Linked DNA regions of Gossypium hirsutum: all the other regions are linked to region 2. The links are chromatin contacts, called in public Hi-C maps. All regions are on one chromosome and are shown on one strand. Each heading gives the region's core, a stretch centred on a gene start, on an enhancer-like site or on the middle of the called end of the contact. The rest is flanking DNA. Distances are from core to core; before and after follow the strand shown.

Region 1 (2,830 bases), core at 143-2,642, 450 kb before region 2:
CATTACTGATTTTAACAACAAAAGTACTCGTATAGCATGGCTATTGCAAATTTGACGTACACTAATGATAATGATAGAAGATGCAGACATAGGAGAGTACCTTCTGCAATATCATGGACAATTGCAATCTTAATACACCTGCAAAAGTTGAATGGATAAAAGACATAAAGCTTCCCTAAATAACATCCAACAAAAGCATAAAGCAAAAAAAAAAAAAAAATTGAAAAGAAAGAAAAGGCAAGAATAAAAAATCACATAAACTCATCTCCAACTTCTATTATAAGCTAAATCCGCTCAAAGAAAATAATACAAAAGAAATAGCTCATCCTCCTAACATTTCCATCAATTACCATGAAAGAAAAAAGAAAATACATAAATCAGATTGACAAACTTGGAAGTTGATAACTTAATGAAGAACATGGGCCCTGAAATATATCATATGTTATGATGAGAGTGAACCTTTCTCTATTCACACCAGGAAGGTCACCAGCGATCAAAGCCATCAACGCCATGCGGTACATATGGTCAGCAATTGATTCAGGACCCTTTATCCCGTGATTGATCCAACCCTTCCTTTTTGTGGTCTATAGGATTAACAAAGTCATCAGTAACTATAGTCTTTTCTTCCCTGAATGATTCAAATGGAAGACAGAGGGATACAAAGGTGGGGCTCAAGCAAAGATAACACAGCTCTACAAATATTTACCACGTAAAACCCAAGCTTAAATTTCTATTTGTAACTCTTCGACCATGTTTGTTTACTCTTACTTGGTATCTAAACAGATAATTGAGCTATTAAACTATACTCAATCGAAACAGAGCGTGAAGGAAACAGAACGAACGGCAAAAGTTTATGTTTTCATTTATACCTTAAGACTGTGACACAATGTGAGAAAATCAATGGCGGAGGCCGACGTCGAATCGGCGGATCTCCCGGAGTAAGGTTTCTTGGAATTGGCAGAGACGATGATCCTCAGGGTGGGAGCCGGGGAGAAGTAAACGGGTCGAGAGGAGGAGGAGAAGAAAGGGCAGCGCATGAAAGCGAGCGGCGGCTGTGGCGGCGGAAAGCGGCGAAGGCCGAAACGATGTAAGGGAGGTGCGCAGTGGGGAGAAGCAGAGAAAGCCATAATGGAAGGCGGAGGAAGGGGAGGGCGTACGCCGGAGATTTTAAAGGTTTGGTTTAATGGCTTTGCATGATGGAGGGGGTCCGAGAAACGAGGTCCGATTTGGTTGGGCTACCGATTAACTTTTGGTCTTAAATGCGAAATATCAGGCTTTCTTCCTTTCTGAGTCTTCTACGTTAAACGGATCCCATTATACGACCCTTTTAAAAGGAACAAATAAAGGCCGTAGAAACCAACTCCTTTATTATGTTTTTCACTTCTTCTTCTTCTTCTTCTTCTTTTTGTTTTTTAAATTGAATTTATTTAAAACAGCTAGGGCTTTGGTGTAACTCAAAATGTTTATGGGGCAATTCATGGTTATTTAAGTTTTTTTATTTGAAATATAGGTTTCAAATTTTAGCTAAATTCATTTATATTTGTCTATAATCCCTTGGTTTAGGGGTAAAAATATTACATTGTAAGCGTAAGAATTTGAATTCAATCTCAAGCAACTTTATTCCTTTATCAGTTAACTTGCTTCTCTAAATATCTAGAATATGATTTATAAATATTAAAATTTACAAATAATCCATAGTAATTGTTTAAAAAGCTTTTAGAATTTATGTTTTATATATCATAATATTAACTGTTGTGACTTTGACTGTTGCACGTTCGACAAGAAATGGAACGATAGCTTTGGTGCAATCAAAGTCATTGGCAAAGGTATGGTTCTACTTTGTTCGATATAGCTTCATGCCTATCTCACATAGTTCTACCATCTCGATGGAACGAATGCTTTTGTTGTATGCAATTATGACAGAAAAGTCTATCAATGTTGAAAAAATTATTCACAATGAGATCCATGATTGTGCTAGAAAAAAGGTAGGAAGTGCCTACTTTCCATCATTGATTACTTCATTTTACTTAAGGGCCTAAGTTAAATTAAAAGCAAACTTGAAGGGTCAGTATGTTCAAGGTTGCATCACAAGGCATGATCTTGAAAGGTTGTGGAGAATATCCATGAGTTGAACCCAATTGAGTCGAGTGAACCAACCAAACCAAAAACTGATGAGTCGTTAAATAAATCTGAATCGGAAGCTAACTCAGTTGATAAGACAGAAGAAGCAAAATCTGAGGAAGAACTGAGCAATCCTGAATCGATAAAAGCACTAAACAACTCTGAACCAAGTGTGGAGCTGAATTCTGATGAGCCAGTTAAACCAAGTATTGATCTTGAATTGACTATTCCTATGCCCACTTCTTCAAATACTATGAAGAAATCAGAATTTTCAATTATGATGAGTAGTCTTTATGACTCACATTTCTTTTCTTATAACCTAACCTGGTGTTTAGTTTTCATTCATTACTTTGTTTTTACAATGATGACATTGTTTCTGTTTAAAGAGGGGGTAAGGCAATATTTGCAGGAATTTTTAAAATTTTCAAGTATTTTTTAATCTTTTCACATGAGTCTGCTGAAATAAATGAATGTTCAGAGGAAATTTCTGTTCATAAGTTAGTTCAAATGCAAGCATAATTTTTTATTTTATATAAGTTATTTTTATGTTATCTTGAGTTATGAAATTCTTGTATGTTCTCTAGTCTTATGTAGTACTTGCCATGAAATTTTAATTTCCTTGGAAATAAACATGCATGAAGACTTAGTCTTTAACATTGACTCAGTAACTTTCTCAAGGCGAAATCCTAGGAGGCATAAGAATCTAAAT
Region 2 (2,885 bases), core at 103-2,602:
TGCTTTTGTCTCTTACTCTACAACTCATGTACCATGTTTTATCTTCATCATGTATCCTGTTTTTGTAGGGGTTTTTTTCTCTTCAAACCACTAATGTTTCATGGGTGTTCTCTTTTCATTGTGTATCCTCTTTTCAACTTTAATGAAAACAATTACTTTCCAAAAAAGAACAAAAAATCTTGTATGCATAGCTTTTACACCCTAGTGGAAAACTAGAGTTGTAGTGCGTTGGGAGTGTCTTGACCAAATAAAAGCATTTTTTCCCAAAGAGATTATTGTGGTGCGAGTGCACAAAAATTGAGAGAAATCTCATCTCACTAGAGCCAAACAACATCCAAAAGGAGCTTAAGTAGAGAAAAAAAAGTTATCTGATTATTAGATAACGTGGTAAGGAACTCGGTGTTGCTTAAGTAAAGTTTTGAGTTTGAGTCTTATAGATAAAAAAAAAGAAGAAGCAATGCTAAGAGTGTGTTTGATTCATTGAATATAACATTATACCATGTAATCTCACATTTTGGAATAAGATTACATAATTTGAATTCTTAACATTCCAGCCACCCTATAATCTTACATTCCTAGATAGTCCCAATATGTTGTAATATAGGGTGTAATGTCAATACAATTAATTCTTACATTTGTTTATGGGTGTAATATTAAATTTTGGACTAATTTACCCTCTATTTGTATTATTTTAATAAATTTTGTCCTTTTTTGTTCAAATAAAATTTAAGTTTAATTAAAAACAATAATATTTTTTTTCTTAACATTGAAATATTAATTTGATACTTTAAAATTATAATTATTATGTCTACTCTAAAATTTTATTTATTAATATATTAATTATGATTATGATATACAGTTATAATTTATAAATTGATTTTAACATCATATATTTATTTAATAGTATGTAAATTATAATAAAATAGGAATTTAACAATATATAAATTATAATAAAAATAGGAATTATCATAATTTATAATAATTTTATGAAAATTAAGAAAAAAATTAAAGGAACTAAACAAATAAATTCTATAACAATGTCAATTTAGTAAAATATGTTTGTAGGTAATAGTATATGTCGTCAATCACATGTAAAAATCTTCTTTCAGCCAAATGAATCGAATGGGGTAATGTAACATACTCGATATTTCTGTAGTCTTATATTTCAAAAATCCTATGAATTTTACGTAATTCGATTCTAAATTTAATTGGGTTGAATCCGATTAGAATGTCAGAGAAAAGGAAAAGGATTGGGCTGCAAAAGGCAATTGCTGTATGGGGATGGGCTAAATGCTGAGGGCTTAATTTCGTACGGATCTAACTCGGGCCAGAAGGTAGTCAACCCCGAAACCGAAAAAATAATCAAACGACCTAGAACGAGATCGAACAACCGATCAAGTTATAGAGTCCCGTCAGGAAATTGGATCTCCCATTTCCCAGGCACCAGGCAAAAAACAATTAAAAAAAAAACGAAAAAGAAAACGAAAACCCTCCACAGCCTTTGATCTCCGATCAGGTAAAACAATATAGGATTTCCTTTTTCTCATCATCTATTTGACTAATTTCTTTGCTATGTCTGATCGAAAGCAAATTGTTCAATGGCATTTTTGTTTTTCTTTTTTCTTTTCATTCTTCGTTTTCTTTTTTGAATTTTGTCTTGCTTTGGAATTTCTTGGTTATAAATTTTTCATGATGAGGAAATTTAGATTGTTCATGGTTAATCCAGTGTAAAAAGGATTTATTTCAGTGATTTTACTTTGTTTGAATTATTTATATTTGTTTTCTTTTACTTCAACTTTATTCTGAACTTCGGAAAGCTGAAATTCAAGGTAATTATTAGACTTAAGGGCAAGATCCGCTTATGTAGTTAAGGTTATTGTAGGAAAAGGGAATGTTCTCTGAGTGGTTTTGATCATGCTGCTTGCTTTACATTTAATCTTCAGTTTCATGTGAGAAATCGAGACTGATTCTGAATGAGATACAAGCATCAGATGCACCAGTTCTGGTGGCGTTCTTGTTTCCTGTTGCAACTTTACTTTTAGTATTCGAGTTGTAAAGTGTCTTTGGTGTTTGATTTTGCAGAAGCTGATTTTGGTGGAAATAATGAACTTTCTGCTGTTGCGGTCCAATCAACAGGCAGTGCCAGAGCCACCTCCAGTACAAGAAGAGGTGGCGGAATCTACTTATGTTTCGAGTTCTGCAACATCTTTAGAAGGGCTTATTGGTGAAGATCCATTACCTGAGTACCCTACAGTTGAAAACCATGATGCCGAAACCAATGGACATTTAGGTGATAATGCTGGTGTTGGGAGTGGTAAGAAATCTTCTGTCCCAGAGAACCACATTGATGTTTGTGAAGAAGATGGATGGATCACCATTCCATATAGTAAGTGTATACTAACCTCTAAAGGTAGCTAATGTAAACAATATTTTTGGATCTGTCTCTAGATATAGCTTTAATGATTGGCTTTTACTCATTTTCTTTCCTTTTTCTCGCCTCGCCTTATTCCTTTGAAAAAGTTCAACTTGTAAAAGTGGTCCTTGTTTTGAGTTATGACTCCATAGTATATGCTTTTAAAATCCGAACAATTATGGTTGTGTGGAAGAGCAATGTTCTGATGTTTGTTTTTGTTGCTGATTTACAACTTCTGGAAACTAGAGTGTGTCCACAAAGGTAAATGCCCTAGTTCTTCTGTAGTTACATTAGATACACTTCAACTTGACAAGAGTTTCCTGACACGACTTGTTTACGAATTACGTCTTCCTGAAATTTGAACTTTGGTTTTGTTGATCTACTTCCCTTATATGATATTTCTTTGTTGTATGTCTAATCTTGATACTCATTTGCAGGGGATCTCCCTGATGACTGGAACCGTGCGCCAGAC
Region 3 (2,700 bases), core at 22-2,521, 380 kb before region 2:
ATTTAATTAACTTTACCTCGTAACCGTTGATTTTGAAACTATATATATATATTATAGAAACAATATTGCTCGTTTTTGTAATATATAAAGATTTCCAAAAATTGTAATATTTTTTTGTCAATAAAAGTTGTAATAATTATGTCAATTCTGAAAAAAAAACATTATGTTAAAGCACAAACTATAAATATCACATGGCCGTCGTCGCTATATGTTGTGAAGAGTACTTATAATTTTAAGAGTAATCGACAGATTAAGTATTTCCATCTGCTAGTTTAATTATGGTTTTAATCCTCTATTGTATTAAAATTTGAGATTTAATCTCTTTACTTAATTTGATATAAATTGGTCCCTCACACTATTTTTTTTAAAAAATATATTCAATCACACAATTAAAGTAATGTTAAAATCTAATCAACAATGTTAAATCGATAATAAATTTATATGTTAATAGAATGTTTAAAATTTTTTAAAGAAAAAAATCACTTTAATGAAAATAACTCATAAAATCAAAATTAATAATATCATAAAAGTAAAAGAAGTAAAATTTATGAGATTAAAGTTGAGATATTAAAACTATGAGTAAATATAATAAATAATATTTCTCTCAGTTGTTTCTTCATTCAAATTATAAGTTGATATATAACTTAAGATGATGCGAAATTTTGACTCAATTTGCATCTTTCATCACTATTCCTTTTATCCCTCATACGGTGGTCATACTGTCTTTCAGTAATAATAATGATAAATAAATAAATCCATTGCTTCTTTTAATAATTTATTTTCAAATTGCGTCATGGATTGATTTTATGTGTGTAAAAAATAGATGAATTTTGGTTATATGCATTGCTCAATCCTTATCTACTTCATAAATTCCTCAACTCATAAAAGTCAAGGCTCGAGATCACAGGGTTATGTTGTTGTTACGTGTTCTTTATCTTAATTATGTTTTAATTAATGCATTTTTATTTACTATTATTTTTGTTCAAGTTATATTTATTTTAAATTTTGCCATGGTTAATTTTGTTTATAATAATTTAGACACTTCGAAGAGGATCGGATACTTCTCACCTAGTATTTAATTGTAACCTATAGTAAGTAATGTTTGATAATAAGAACCTGTGTATTCACATGGAGATAGAGTAGTCTTGACTTTAATGCATTAAAGAAAAAGGGGGGGGGGTCTGTTTGAATAAGAAAGTGCAAAATAGAAAAGAAGAATTCTTAGTAAACGCAAAAGGAGTTCCAAAGGGGGATCCATCAAAGTCATTTTCTAAATGGCTTTTTAGACCATTCTCTCCCTCCAAGTTGAATCTAATGCTCTTTAAATACCCCCACCACTCATCCCCCCTTGCTTTTCAACTCAAATCTTCACTTCTCTCACCTCATATCCTATACAAGTTCAAAAACAAAAAAAGCAATGGTGGGTTCCCCTTTTCTCTTTGTTCTTGCCTTTTTGTTTCATTCTAACAGAAACACAAGAAGAAATTTCTTAGTTACTAACTCTTTTTTTATGATGAGTTTTTAATGTAGGAAGGAGGGTATCAGAATACCAGATGGGAAGGGTATGTGGATTGGAGGAATAAGCCTGCTTTAAGGGGCAAACATGGTGGCATGCTTGCTGCTTCCTTTGCCTTGGGTTAGTCTTCACTCCCACAAATGCTATTTTTATCTTCTTTTTAATTTTTATAGTTCTATCATATGGTTCTAATGATGGATCCTATGTGTTTGTGTGTAGTTGTGGAAGTGCTGGAGAACTTGGCCTACTTGGCAAATGCAAGCAACCTGGTGCTGTATCTGTCAAAGTACATGCACTTATCTCCATCAAAATCTGCAAACAATGTCACCAATTTCATGGGAACTGCTTTCCTTTTGGCTCTCCTTGGTGGCTTCTTGTCTGATGCCTTCTTCACCACTTACCACATCTACCTCATAAGCGCACTCATCGAATTCCTGGTACTAATTTCACCGTTTCTGAAACTTGTTTTTTTTTCCCGTAGTTTGCATGTCACTTGCATTATTATTATTTTTTGCATGAAACCTGATATGGGATACCGTTTTAAAAGAAAAATAAAGACAAAAATCCGTGTGTAGAAGCATTAAAGGCCTAAGGGCCTGTCACAGGCGCAAGCTCTTTGGCATATAGATCCAAGGAACACCGTCTGTTTAGGTACAACCATCGAGGTGTTCGTGATAAATGTCCCATAAATTTCTCTCTTTTTCTTCTCTCAGACCCCAAAAACAAAACAAAAACCAATAAAAGGGTCTGTTTATCATCTTTCATCATATGAAAAAAAAGCTTACAACAACTATTGATTATGTTGGTTAAGGCTTTGAAATATTCTTCAAAAGAGCATCAAATTTTATATAAAATGACAAACTTCAGACGTGGGGGCGTGGAGTAGGCCAGTGTTTGTGTTGGGGTCCCCCTGGAACGTAAGCCAATGGAAGCCAACGCCTTGGCCTTAAAAAGGGGGGGGGGGAGGGTAAAAGTATTATGTGGCGTACGCGTTGCAACAAGAGGATACTTTTGTTTTCTCAAATTCAGCACAGATGGTAACATCTATCTTGTCTTATTGATCTTCAATAGTATCTAATAAAGCACACGATAAAGCCAACGCGACAGGTGGTTATGGCTTTTGCTAGACAGGTGCCATATGAATGTCAAATCGTCGAAGCTTTGGGTGCTTGATAACACTTTTA

The links. Hi-C and Micro-C count contacts between places; a contact is called where the count stands out from the background.
Region 1: a contact with region 2 is called in a Hi-C map of leaf, with 3 times the contacts expected there. The contact joins the promoter of LOC107920365 here to the promoter of LOC107920006 in region 2. A contact is called at or near these places in 9 of 34 Hi-C or Micro-C datasets (callus, hypocotyl, leaf and 1 more).
Region 3: a contact with region 2 is called in a Hi-C map of hypocotyl, with 1.9 times the contacts expected there. The contact joins the promoter of LOC107918724 here to the promoter of LOC107920006 in region 2. A contact is called at or near these places in 5 of 34 Hi-C or Micro-C datasets (anther, callus, hypocotyl and 2 more).

What each region holds. Positions count from the first base shown.
Region 1 is chrD13:11,315,612-11,318,441 of Gossypium_hirsutum_v2.1, reverse strand. It overlaps LOC107920365 (5'-deoxynucleotidase HDDC2), which reads right to left and starts at 1,392. Exons shown (of 8, transcript XM_016850046.2): 1 at 870-1,392; 2 at 460-584; 3 at 101-138. The coding sequence starts at 1,127.
Region 2 is chrD13:10,863,039-10,865,923 of Gossypium_hirsutum_v2.1, reverse strand. It overlaps LOC107920006, which reads left to right and starts at 1,352. Exons shown (of 11, transcript XM_041110241.1): 1 at 1,352-1,516; 2 at 2,083-2,386; 3 at 2,851-2,885. The coding sequence starts at 2,104.
Region 3 is chrD13:11,242,747-11,245,446 of Gossypium_hirsutum_v2.1, reverse strand. It overlaps LOC107918724 (protein NRT1/ PTR FAMILY 4.6-like), which reads left to right and starts at 1,271. Exons shown (of 6, transcript XM_016848311.2): 1 at 1,271-1,420; 2 at 1,531-1,636; 3 at 1,736-1,953. The coding sequence starts at 1,418.